Regions from separate parts of the Mus musculus genome. Here region 1 is linked to region 2. Evidence: chromatin contacts called from public HiChIP or PLAC-seq data. All regions are on one chromosome and are shown on one strand. Each heading gives the region's core, a stretch centred on a gene start, on an enhancer-like site or on the middle of the called end of the contact. The rest is flanking DNA. Distances are from core to core; before and after follow the strand shown. Region 1 has its middle 43 kb from the start of Msn. Region 2 holds the start of Msn (moesin).

Region 1 (6,268 bases), core at 1,628-4,127, 43 kb after region 2:
CAGGGTATTCAGGGGAGGGATTTGTAAGGGCAGGACTGAGAGAGGGGCTGCAATTGGGATTTAAAGTGAATAAGAACATAAATTATTGGAAGAAAGAAAGCAAAGATCATTTGAAAATGAACTGTAATTTCTTCCCTGAAAAATAAATGAATAAATAAATAAATAAATCTTTAGAAAAGGAAACTGTCTCAAAAAAACCCAAAAATAAATAAGTAAATAAAATCCAAAAAAATAAATAAGTTGAAGAGATAGGTTAGTGTTTAAGGATTCATGCTGTGATTGCAGAATACCTGAGATCAATTCCTAGCATACATGTCAGGCAGCTTATAACAGCCTGTAATTTCCATATCCAGGAAGATCAGATGCCTCTGTCCTCTGAAAACACATGCATACACATACTCATGCAAATAAAAAAAATAATTAAAATTAAGAAAAATTTAAAAAAACTATAAAAACTCATGATGTAGCAGGTGCTCAAACATGAACTAGGGCAATAGCCATAATGAAAGATAATTAGTCTCATGGAACTTATAGTCTCATAGAGAAGACAGACACCAAATAAAAATAATACTATGTGATATATTAGCTGGTGATCAAAACTAATGCTAAAGCAAGGATTGAGTTAAATGATGTAGCAGCAGTCACAAGCTCAGGTAAGGGAAAGCAAAAACCACCTTGTTGAGAAGGCAACAATCGAGTAGCACATGAAAGAACTGGAGAAGTATTCAGATAAAGGATTGAACAAGGGCAAACCTTGTTCAACATATAGGAGATTGTGTGCTATATAAGAACAAGAACATCTTTTATAGAAAGATCACTAACGAGGGGTAGTAAGGATTAGGTCAGAAAAGTGAAGTTGGTTATCTTTGGATGGAAGCCCCTGGAAGGCTTGAAGATTTCTTTTCCTTTTCAGATAGGTCTCCTGTGTCCCAAAATGGCTTTGAACTTGCTGTATAGCCAAGGATGGTCTTCCATTCTTATTCATCTTCCCACCTTCACCTCCAAAGTGCTGAAGTTACAAACACACACCCAATTTTTGTAGTGATGGAGAATAAAGTCAGAGTTTGTGCATGCTACTCAATCTATTAACTGAGCTATATCCTCTACCCCAGAGCATTTTCCTTTTCTTTTTTTAAAATTTTAAATGTTTTTGTAGACAGAGTCTTGCTATGTAGCTCTACTAAGCTGAAAGCTGCAGTTTAGGCCAAGCAACCCTCAGACTGTGGCAATAGCCCTGCTTCCTGCCTCTTTCCTGAGAAGGAGGAAGCTGGAGGAGAGAAAGGGAGCTAGGGAATGTCAAAAATACATCAGAGCCTGTAAGGTTTCAAGGATCAAAAGCAAGTAAGCACTATTAGAAAGGGTATGTGGGGACTAAATCACAAGCAGATCTAAGTGTCTGCCTAGATTTAGGATGGCTTTACACAATAGGTGCAAGAGAGCTAGAAACACATTAAGACTAACAGTTGCCTCTCACGGCCCCAGCACCACATTCATTTTGATAGAGCTTCCTGATTAAGATTGAAACTAAATTTCTCAATTAGAGACCCAAGGCAGAAAAAACAAACATTCAAATAAAAACCAAGGTGTTAAAATAATCTAGTTCTCCATACCAGAGATATCAAACTAGGACAGAATTGAAAGAGTTGAGATCTGTTCCCTCAGCAATCAAATTCACTGCCAAGAGCATGAGCTTAATATCCAATTACCAAGTCTAGTCTCACTCTGTAGTCCAGGCTAGCCTGGAATTCACAGACTTCTTGACTCACCCTCCTAAGTACAATGGAATTACAAACATAAGTTACCTCAATGAGTTTATTGTCCTTGAAAGAAAGATAAAAACAGTTCTACCTCCAGGCTTCTGAGTACAGTAGTCCACACCTGTAATCCTAGAATTTGGGAGCCTTAGGCAGAAAGACCAGGGAATCAAGGTTATCTTTGGATACCATAGCATACAGGACTACTTGAAAGCCTACCTCAAAAACCAAAATGGGAGCATGTTTGTTAGAATTTTTGTTTTGTATTAATTTTTTCAAGGGGGGGGGTTTCTCTGTATAACAGTCCTGGCTGACCTGGAACCTGCTCTATATAGACCAGGCTGGCCTCAAAGTCTCAGAGATCCACCTGCCTCTGCTTCCCAAGTGCTGGAATTAAAAGTATACGCCACCATTCCTGCCATCCTTCCTCCCATACTGCCCCCAACACACACACAAATAAACATGAGGCTACTGAGATAGCTCAGTGGGAAGGAGTAACTGCTGCTAAGCCTGATTTCCTGAGTTCAGTTCCTTGGACCCACACGTTAGAAGACAAGAAGTGACTTCCATAAGCTGCCCTCTGATCTGCACATGTTCCTGTTCACACATGCATACCTAAAACTAATGAAATTGAAAATGGGTAAATAAATAAATAAATATTGAGGGAGTAAGACTATCTGACCTCCACTGACCTCCACTGACCTCCACAATTCTTGCCAGAATACTTCAGGTTCTTGGAATCGGGGCACTCACTATATTCACCCACTTCTGATTCTCTGGGTCAACAACTGCTGTTCCTCCCCTCCCCTCCCCTCCCCTCCCCTCCCCTCTCCTCTCCTCTCCTCTCCTCTCCTCTGTTGTGCCCACATCTGAGATAGTTTAAGAATTGTTTTTCTAGTGGCCACTGGGAGCTTAGGAAAAAGTACAGGGACAGACCTCAGTTACTCAGTTCAATGAATATTCTGGCATCCCAAGCTGAATGGGGGTGGGGCAGACCCACCTTCTGGGATATTTTGAAAGCTTCCAAAAATAGCCTCAAGGCCTCAGTCAGAGTGTTCTGGGCCAGGACACAGACTGAATGTTGGAACTCACACTCTGCCAAGTTCCCACCCAGGCTCCCATCCCATGACTGAGCAAACCAGTTTTCCCTCGATTTTCTTTAATTGTCTTCTAGAGAGCCACACCCAAGCCTGAAACATCCAAATTTAGCTCCAAGTCTCATCCTTAGCTTCTCTGCAGAGAGAACAGCTTACCTTAAAAAAAAGTACAAGAAAATTAAATTAAAATATTTGCTTTGTTTTGAGACTTGGTCTTTTGCAGCTCAGGGTAGACTCAGATTCATTATGGGGCTGGGAATGGCCTTGAATATCCCATCTCCACCTTTAGTGACTGGAATTGCAGGTCACCAAGCCCATGTTTAGTTCCTCTGTCTTTTTTTTTTCTTTCTATGTGTGTGCATGTAGAAGGGGGTTATGATTGCACTTGGAGGCCAGAGTTCAAGCTCAGGTATTATTTTTCAGCTGTCCCCTACCTTATTTTTCAGAAACAATCTCTCAGTTAACAAAATTAGTTCAGTGCCTGTCAGCTCCGGGAATCTTTCTGTATCTGCCCACTCTGGCACTGGGAATACACAGACAGATAGCACCACACCAGGTTTTTTATTCCCTAGGTGGGTGCTGGAATCAAACTCAGGCCATTATGCATACATAGCAAGCACTTTACTGAATGAGCTATCTCCATTATCCCAAATTTTTTACTTCTCATGGTCCCAGTACACTTAGTGAAGAGAAAGGAGAGGATGAAACACTCATGAGCACAGAAATCAAGAAATAAATGACAAAGGAATTTGAAAGAGACAAAAAAAGGCAGAGTGGTTGGGAGAAAAACACAATGTATGGTGTCCACAATACCAACATGAAGAAGACAAAGTAAGACGTGGGTATGGTAGGGCATTCCTAGAATCCCAGTATTTGGAAGTCTGAAGCAGGTAGTCTGTTAAGAGCTTGAGGAGGCCACTCTGGGCTACATAGTGAACTCCAGGATAACCTTAGCTAGAAGTTAGACTTTGTCTCCAAAACAAAACTACAGGGCTGATGAGATGGCTTAGCAGGTCCAGGTACTTCGTGTCAAGGCTGACTGATGACTGTCCTTCAGTCATTTGCTCTCACAAAGTGACAGGAGAGTGAAGTGGAAACTTCTAGTTTCTTTGAAAAGTTAGTGATGTCAAATGATGTTTTACTGGGGAGCACAGGTGAAAGGACATCTTGCTTAAAGCAAACATGTGAGAGACTGTTTTCCTAAAGCTGGAGACACAGGTGAAAGGATGTTTGCATATAGCAAACACGTGAAAGGACCCATGATGAAGGAGTATAAATATGACCCCACAGACAGTGGGAGATGAGCATTGAGAATTGGTTTGGTTTGCTCTGTCTCCCTATTCTCTAACCAATACTTGCATGTATTGGTTCCTCTTACATAGCATTGTTGAGCTCAATTTGTGGTAACACTGCCATTGAGAGAAGCTTACCCAAGAACTGCTCTTGAGGTTTCTGCAGCACCTCAGGCCAGTTGGTGAGCCTGGCAGTTTCTTCAGGATTGAACCACAGCTGCCTGGTGTCTGCTTGCTGAAAGGACTGGACTGTAGCTACGGATTGATGCTTGATGTCCGCCTGCCTAGAGGACCAATCTGCAGCTACTGAATGTATTTGTTGTTTGCTTTGGGACTGAACTGATGCCCAAGAAGATCAAGTTCACTTGCAAAGAACTATTGCTGAACAGGTCCACTTCCCTCATATCCTAATAACTTTTCTCTTCCACTACTCTGCTGGGTGGTGGGCTAGAGGAGAGGTTGAACAATTATTAAAAGTAGATTGCAAAAAAAATGTATGCTTACAGGAGAGAACTTACTCCTGAGAGTCACTTTCTAACCTCCACATACATGAATTGCCACCTACACCACAAACACACACACACACATTTAAAATTTTAAAATAAGCTGGAGATCTAGTTTAGTTGGTACAGTGCTTTCCCAATATGCGCAATGCCCTTGATTTAGTTCCACTTCCACATAAGTGGTGCTACCTATGATTCCAGCAATCAGAGAAATAAATGTAGGAGGATTAGATGTTCTAAGTCATCTTCCTCTACCACCTAGCAAGTTCATAATCAGCATGGGCTGCAAAAAAAATTCTATCTTAAAAAATTACAAAAGAAAAAAAAAAGGAAAACTTCAGAGGGAAGAGAAAGGGGTGGGATAGACTCAGAGAGATGGGAGAGCAAGGAGTAGTAGGAAAAAACAAAGAGAGAAGAAAAGGAATCATTGCCCATCCTTAACCCTAGCATCAAGCCAACAGACACAGTAAGAATGCTGTGACTCTTGTAATATCAGCAGTGGAGGTGATGGCTAGAGTATTATGGGTTTGAGGCCCGTTTGTGAATGAAGTCCTAATGTGAACCACAAAGATCCAGTGCTCCAGAGGTGCTGGTAGTTCCAGTCCCCAGATGAAATACTCAAGGTAAACATGGACATGAACCCAAGTAACCCTCATTTTTGCATAATGATGCATAATGCATCAGGCACTCACATCCACTTAATGTATACTACAGATGCATAGACAAAAAGATATAAAAGAAAGTATACAGCTAGTGGAGTATAGTTCAATTGCCTAACACATACAAGTCTTTGAAGTATTTTGGCTTCCTTTTTGATATATGATGTTGCTGTATAGCTCTGTGTTACAGTAACTTCTGTTCACCTGATGTAATTGTTGTCTCCCAGGCTTATTGCCTCTGTCGGTTAACTCTAGCCCCTTCCCCCAATCTTATCTAGACCTAGAATGTTTTCAGTCTCCAAGGCTTACTACTGAATAAGCTCACCCTTTCTTGTTCTTTCTGAACTCTGCTGACTGGTTCAACTCAGCTGTTCTGACTCAAACTCCTTCCCAAACTGACTGCTTCAATCTACCTTCTCTCTCTCAGCCTCTGACTAAATTGTTATGCCTAGCCTCAAACTAACTTTAGCAATCTGTTCTGATCTTGTGTCTCCTTCTCATTCTCCGGCTTGCTCTGTCATCACCTGTGTCTAGCTTGTTCTCTTCAACCTGTCTCTGTAAATCTCTCCCGGTAAAACTTCTTCCTTCCTCTCTCCCTCTGCACTGCTAGCTCTTGGGTTGACTGTCCTTCCTCTCTGTTCTCATGAGAGTTGGACATATCCTATTCTGCCAAATCTTCACTTTGCCTCTCAATTAGATATCACTTTCAAAACTATTGTGCTCTTGGGCTGGAGAGATGGCTCAGCGGGTAAGAGCACTGACTACTTTTCCAGAGGTCCTGAGTTCATTTCCCAGCAACCACATGGTGGCTCACAACCATCTATAATGGGATTGTTTGCCCTCTTCTGGTGTGTCTGAAGACAGCTACAGTATATTCACATATTTAAAATAACTAACTTTTCCTTTATTGTTTGGAATTAAAGGTATATAGTAAGGGCATGTCTGTATTTCATCCAGAGAGAT
Region 2 (5,859 bases), core at 1,323-3,822:
AAGACCTTCTCCAAAAAAGGTTTATTTATTTTTTTATTTTATGTTCATGAGTGTTTTGGCAGCATGCATGTATACGAAAACTGTGCCTGATACTTAAGGACACCAAAAGAGAGAGTCAGATTCCCTGGAACTGGCATTACAGACAGTTGCAAGCTGTCATGTGGGCACTGAGATCAGAACTTGTGAGAGTGCCTTGTTGGGCAATCTCTCCAGCACCAGGAAAAGCATTTTAAATAGAAATTCTCTTCTCTCCAGAAGGGATAGATGGGCTGGTCACAGGGGAGCCTGTGATCTTAGCACTCAGAGGGCTCTGTTGAGATGGCTAGGAGCTGGAGACCAACCTCTGCTACAACAGTATAGGACCTTGTCTTGAAAAACATCAAAGACCAGACTTTGGGAACTAGCAACCAGAGACAGTCCAAAAAAGGTGTATTTCAACATATTTAAAGTAGGCTGCCTGCTAGAACAAATTAGCTTTAACAGCGAAACTGACTTTCTCTAACACAAACGAAGAAATCTGATTTTACACTACTATTTCGTATCTTTCATAATTTAGAAATGGTTGAGTACACGGTACAGAAGGAGTGGAAGCCGGGTTTAGTGGTGGCTACAATCCCTGCACTTGAGAAGAACTACTTCCAAAAGAGTTTTTAAGTATATCTCAGGCTACAATGTGAGTTCAAACCAGCCTTGGCTAGAATCAAACCCTCTATCAAAACAAATGAACAAGCCAGGCATGATGGCTCAAGCCTGTAATCTCAGCACTGTGGAGGCTGAAGCAGGAAGACTGGCAAAAAAAAAAAAAAAAAAAATCTGAAAGCCACCTACATTACATCGGGAGTCCCATGCCAGCCTAGGTTATAGGGTAAGATCCTGCCCAAGTAAAAAGCCCCGAAATGGAATACATGTGATAAGAAAACAGAAGGGAAGACAACTGAGGGGAGGAAGGAAACCTGCCTGCCGAACGGAAGTCTTGGGGTGAAGGAGGCGACAGGAGGGCAGTGGAGGAGGGGAGCAAATTGTAATTTCACATATGTATATACTTTCACAAAGTATACTTTTATATAAGACCAGGAGACTCTCTCAAAAAATAAAAAATAAAAAAAAGAAAAGAACCCCCCCAAAAAAAAACCCCACCTTGGTATTTCTTAAGAACAGAGTTCTGAGAAGGCAAGGACGATTAGGCAGTGTAGCTAGAATACAGTAAGGGTAGCAAGGAAACTTCAATATAGACACAAAGACCTCCTGTATCTATTCACTCTCCTCTCTTCCGAGGCACCCTCATCCCTTCTCCAGCATCCTAGTCACTGTCTCAGTTCTACCAGGCTCAGGCAGTACTAGAGAGATGGGTAGGCTAGCAATATACAACATGGGAGCCCAGCAAGCCCCATTACCTAAGAAACATAATTCACGGTGGTCATAGGGCCTTCATGAGCAAGGACCTGGCGTGACTTGCACAAAAGCAAGCAGAGCTCATTAGTCAAGCACATACCCCTCCCCCACCCCTCCCTACTGGGCATCCGGCCCCCCTAGGCCTCACTCCCTGGAGGCTTCTGCGAGCAACAGCCAGTGGGGTGGAGACCAGATCTCAAATCAACCACCACACTAGATAGGTGTGGCCCCCACAGGAGAAAACCTATACCTCACAAAACGGTCCTGAGGGGATAGAGAGGCACTATGTCTGACAGGGATTTAATAGAGGAAGAGAAACCTGCCCTGTCTTCCAGTGGGTTGTGTGGGCCCCTCCACAGACTTGTGCCTAATGAAGTGTTTGTACCCCTGGGTAAAGTAACCCAGTTGATGAGACCCTTCACAAATCTTCATTTCCCTGGGGAAAGCAGTTGGGGCTAAGACGCGGTGGAAGGGGACAGAGCAGAAGTGGGGTAGAAGAGGGGCGGTTATGGGAAAGGTGGATGGGTGTGCGGGATCCGCCCTGGGCAACTTCCTCTCTCCTCCCCGCTTCTCTGTAAGCTTGGGGGCTCTTCTGAGACAGTGATAGCTTTGCTACAGAAAGGCGCCAATTCCTGGGCCGGGGAAATGTTCTCAAAAGTAAAGTCGTTTCCCCAGTTCCCAACGACCCTTTAGAATAGGGGATTGATCCAGTCCCTCAAAGAGTTTCCACTGTCTCATCCCAGAGGCGGGGAACTGGAACCCGAGAAAGGCTGGCTCCTCCTTATCCACACTTCTAGTTTGTACACCCTGTCACCCTCTAGAGCGCTCAAATTAGGGCTCCACTATCTTCTCCTTCCTAGGGCCTTAGTGGACAGCCCAGCATCCCCGGCAGGCCTGTGAGCAACCAAGCCCGAAGCCATAAAGTGGCAAGGGTCAAGCTTGGAGCCCCCAGGGCCGACCGCGCTAGTTGTCGGCACTCACCGTCTTCGGCATGGTGGCGGCAAGGGCAGAGGAGTTGGTGAAGTTTGGCTGGAAACTGTCGGGCTGCTCTGAGCGCGCAGTACACTTCGGCAAGGACTCCGGAGAACCGGGTGCTCAGATTGGGTCCCACTCTAGCGTTGGGCGACTGCTCCGCTTCCTGCTAACGGGCCACGACTTTACAAACCCCACCCAGGAAAGAGCCGCCCCCGTTGCGCTGCTCGCTCCTTTATGTGGCCGGGCTTCCGCGCCTCTCCCCGCCCTCCCGCCAGCCTGCCCGCGGCTTCGGGCATCGCCCCGCCCAGCCCGGCCCAGCCCAGAGAGGCTACTCTGGCCACGTGGGGGGCCAGGCTCGGGGCCAAAACTCCCCAAGGACTCCCACTCCCCACTAGTGCCCACTCTGCCCCCTCCCACCTTTCCTCACTGCCCCCCTCCCTCCAAGTTTCGACCATCTGACTCCGCCCCCAGTCTGAGCCAGAGCTTGACTGGGGGGCCACACCCTAGCAGATGCTTTTCAGCCCTGAACCATGAGTTACCAATGTTGGGAACCCGTTGCCTAGTAGAACTGCTGAGTTCCCTCTCTAGGAAGCCTTGTTGGTTAGAAAGTTCCCGCTTGTGGACATTTGAACTCCTCTTTTTCTCTGTGACCTCCAATCATGCCACACCTAAGTTCCCTGGGACCACAACAAATCCTCTGCTGTCCATAGCAGCTCCTGAGAGTTCTGCTACTCCTCAGGAAACTTCTGGGCTAAACTTCAGCTCCTCCTCAACAGTTCACTCCCTTCTAGAGGACTCATTTAACCTGTGACATTTCCTTCGACCTTGTATTTATTTGTTTGTTTGTTTGTTTGTTTGTTTATTATTTATTTATTTCATTTTCTCCAGAACTGGGATCCTTTTCCAATTATCTGTCTTCTATGTTCACTTTCAGTCCTCCAATTCCCACTCTCCTCACATCAGTGTCTTGGTCTTTTCCTTAGTCCTTCCCCAACATTTTGGATTTGTTTTGTCTGTCACCAGAGCTGGCTCTAAACTCATTATTTAGCTTAGGTTTGTCTTGAACTCTCAGTTCTAAGACACTGGCTTAGGTTTGTCTTGAACTCATAATCCTACTACCTCAACTAGATTGCAGATGTCTGACACCGGTTCTATACATTCACTTGCTTTGACACAGCGCACTAACAGCAGCCAGTTGACTTGCATTCCCAGTCCTCCTGTTTCTACCACCTTAGTGCTCAGACAATACCAGGCAGACATTCACTTTTTGATAAGAGTATAAGACTCTCGGGTGATATATGCCCTCCAGTTCTGGCAACTGTGCAGGAGCATGGGTTGTGTGTCTTTCATGAAGTAAATTACCATATACCTCAGTGATGGAGAGTCAAACACAGAATAGTGGAAAGGACACCTCAACACTCACCAGGCTTCAGATCATTGTTTCATCATGAACTCAGCCTGTGTCCTCTGCACTTTCTTGGGTAATTCCCTTCCCCCCTCTAGTATTGAGTTTCCCCTTCCTTAACAATGACCAAACTACAGGGTTTCCAAGGTTCTTTCCCATCCAAACATTACAAAAAGAGGAGAAAGAAGTAGCCTATTCAGTAGCCTACAACATAAAGGTTGTATAAAGTCTTGCATTTACACTCATGAGCCAACATGCCTCTATTTCTGTCACTGATACCGCAGTTCATTGACAGGTGGGGGGGGGAAAAAGAACGTTCTCTGTCAAAACCCAAGTATTTGCCTCAAGGAAAAATAGCACCTTTCAGAAGACTTCAGTAGCAGGAGTAGACATGGTAGCCAATCAATCCTTGATACTGCCATGGCCCATGGACCCTCCACCCAATTCAACCTCCCAAATTTAAAGGAACTCACTGATTTCTTCATTCATGTTCACCTAGAGCCTAAAAGATCTTGGCACTAAAATAAATACCTAAAATAAGTCCACTGCAGACTAGTTCAACTTTCTGGAACGTGGAAATCCCCAGTATGTAATTCCCTAACCCCTATGTGTGTGTGCACATCCCCAGCCATGCCACATCCTCCCGTTTACTCCCTGCAATCACATGCAGAAAGGAAAGCTGGGTAGCATGTTAAGGAGCTGAGCAAACCACTAAAAAGCTAAGGGAGGCATAGGAAGCCAAGTGGAGAGAAAAGGATGCCCTAGGGTGTGGGAAAGTAGAAGAGTGAAGGAAGTAGGAGGCTTAGACCTAGAGAATGAGAGATTGCAAATAGTAAAAGTACCAAAAAATGATGGTTAAAATCAGGGCGAGGTGGGGGGAGAACCAGTGAAGTAATACCCCACCTTCCCACTTCACCACACAGAAGCTGCTTAAAGTAGCAATGGTTACTGTGGTCAAGCAACTGGATATTACTGGGATGTTAGACTTGAAATAGTCTATCTTCAGTGCAAAGCAGAGGCAGCTGTGGTGTTTTGCTGTTCTTCACTATAGACAGGGATATTATTCATCTTATTCCTGCCTTTTTGTATGCCATTCCATGTTTACATGATCGATACTTCTATTCTATCCCCCCATCCAACCTCTTATTATGGTCATATGTGATCTGACCATATTAATCCCTACAATTAAGTTTAGAAATGATCTGGCTTATGCCAGTCTGTGAGGAGAAAAAGACATAGAAATAAAGTCTGGACATCCACACATAGATTGGCTCCCTTGGGGGGAATAGGGAACATGAACAGATTTGGGATTTTTAGATGTGCTAAATTCCTAACATTCAAGGAATGCTAGGCAAGTGTGTTATTAAACAGTAAAGCAAGGTAGGGTCACGAGGAGGAACATTCTAGATCCAGTGTCCAAGAAAGCTGGAGACATCACGGTGAAGGGACGGGAGATTGAGCAAGGAGATTTAGGGGCTGGAGAGTTGGGTCCATTGGTAAACTTATTACACAATAAGCATGAGGGCTTGACTTCGAATGTCACCATCCACCTAAAAGACTGGCAAGGAGGTATATGAGGATAAGGATGGGACAGAGACAAGTAGATTCCAGAAGCTTTTGGCCAGCCAACCAACCTGGAGACTTAGTGAGCTCCAGGATCAGCAAGAAATCTTGTGGTAGACTTTAGCATGAATCAGCCTGGCTAGTCTAGCTAAAAAAACTTATCACAGTTCCATGGTTCTGATCACCAAAATTTGCACTTATACTATTGCAATGTCTCCTTCCCTACATTCAACCTCACCCATTTCCCTGCCTCTTTTCCTTCACTCTTCAACCTTCCTCCACTGTTTGGCATCCTTTTCCACTCCACTTGGATTCCTATGCCTCCCTTTTAAAGTAGTTTGCTCAGCTCCTTGACATGTTAGCCAGATGTTCTTTGTGCATGTATTTAAGGGGAGTAGATGAGTGGATGTGGTGTGTGTACGTGTGCACATTCTGAAGCTAGCCATTCTAAAAGAATAGACAGCTGTCACTCCAACAGATCAAGTTCAACCTATGACACAATGTGGCTGAGAGCATAAATCAAA

What was found. HiChIP or PLAC-seq counts read pairs in DNA pulled down with a chosen protein or histone mark.
Region 1: an H3K27ac HiChIP or PLAC-seq map of embryonic stem cells shows a contact between it and region 2, with 6 read pairs. The contact joins the enhancer-like site here to the promoter of Msn in region 2. A contact is called at or near these places in 2 of 39 promoter capture datasets (the 3T3-L1 cell line and the C10 cell line), 1 of 15 datasets of contacts at CTCF or cohesin (the NIH/3T3 cell line), 7 of 484 Hi-C or Micro-C datasets (the C2C12 cell line, the HL-1 cell line, embryonic fibroblasts and 4 more), 7 of 115 datasets of contacts at active chromatin or transcription factors (the 230-238 cell line, CD8 T cells, the SCID.adh cell line and 3 more) and 3 of 9 other capture datasets (adipose tissue, liver and pancreatic islet).

Annotation. Positions count from the first base shown.
Region 1 is chrX:96,049,525-96,055,792 of GRCm38.p6, reverse strand. No RefSeq gene overlaps it. Among named protein-coding and RNA genes, the nearest start is that of Msn, 43 kb to the left of the region's middle. Within about 2 kb of position 2,877, at least 15 of the 459 cell types and tissues checked have an H3K27ac peak or open chromatin away from gene starts, as enhancers often do. A contact at or near this core is called in the C2C12 cell line and embryonic stem cells, where this site is marked.
Region 2 is chrX:96,092,758-96,098,616 of GRCm38.p6, reverse strand. Msn (moesin) reads right to left here and starts at 2,572. Exons shown (of 13, transcript NM_010833.2): 1 at 2,374-2,572. The coding sequence starts at 2,385.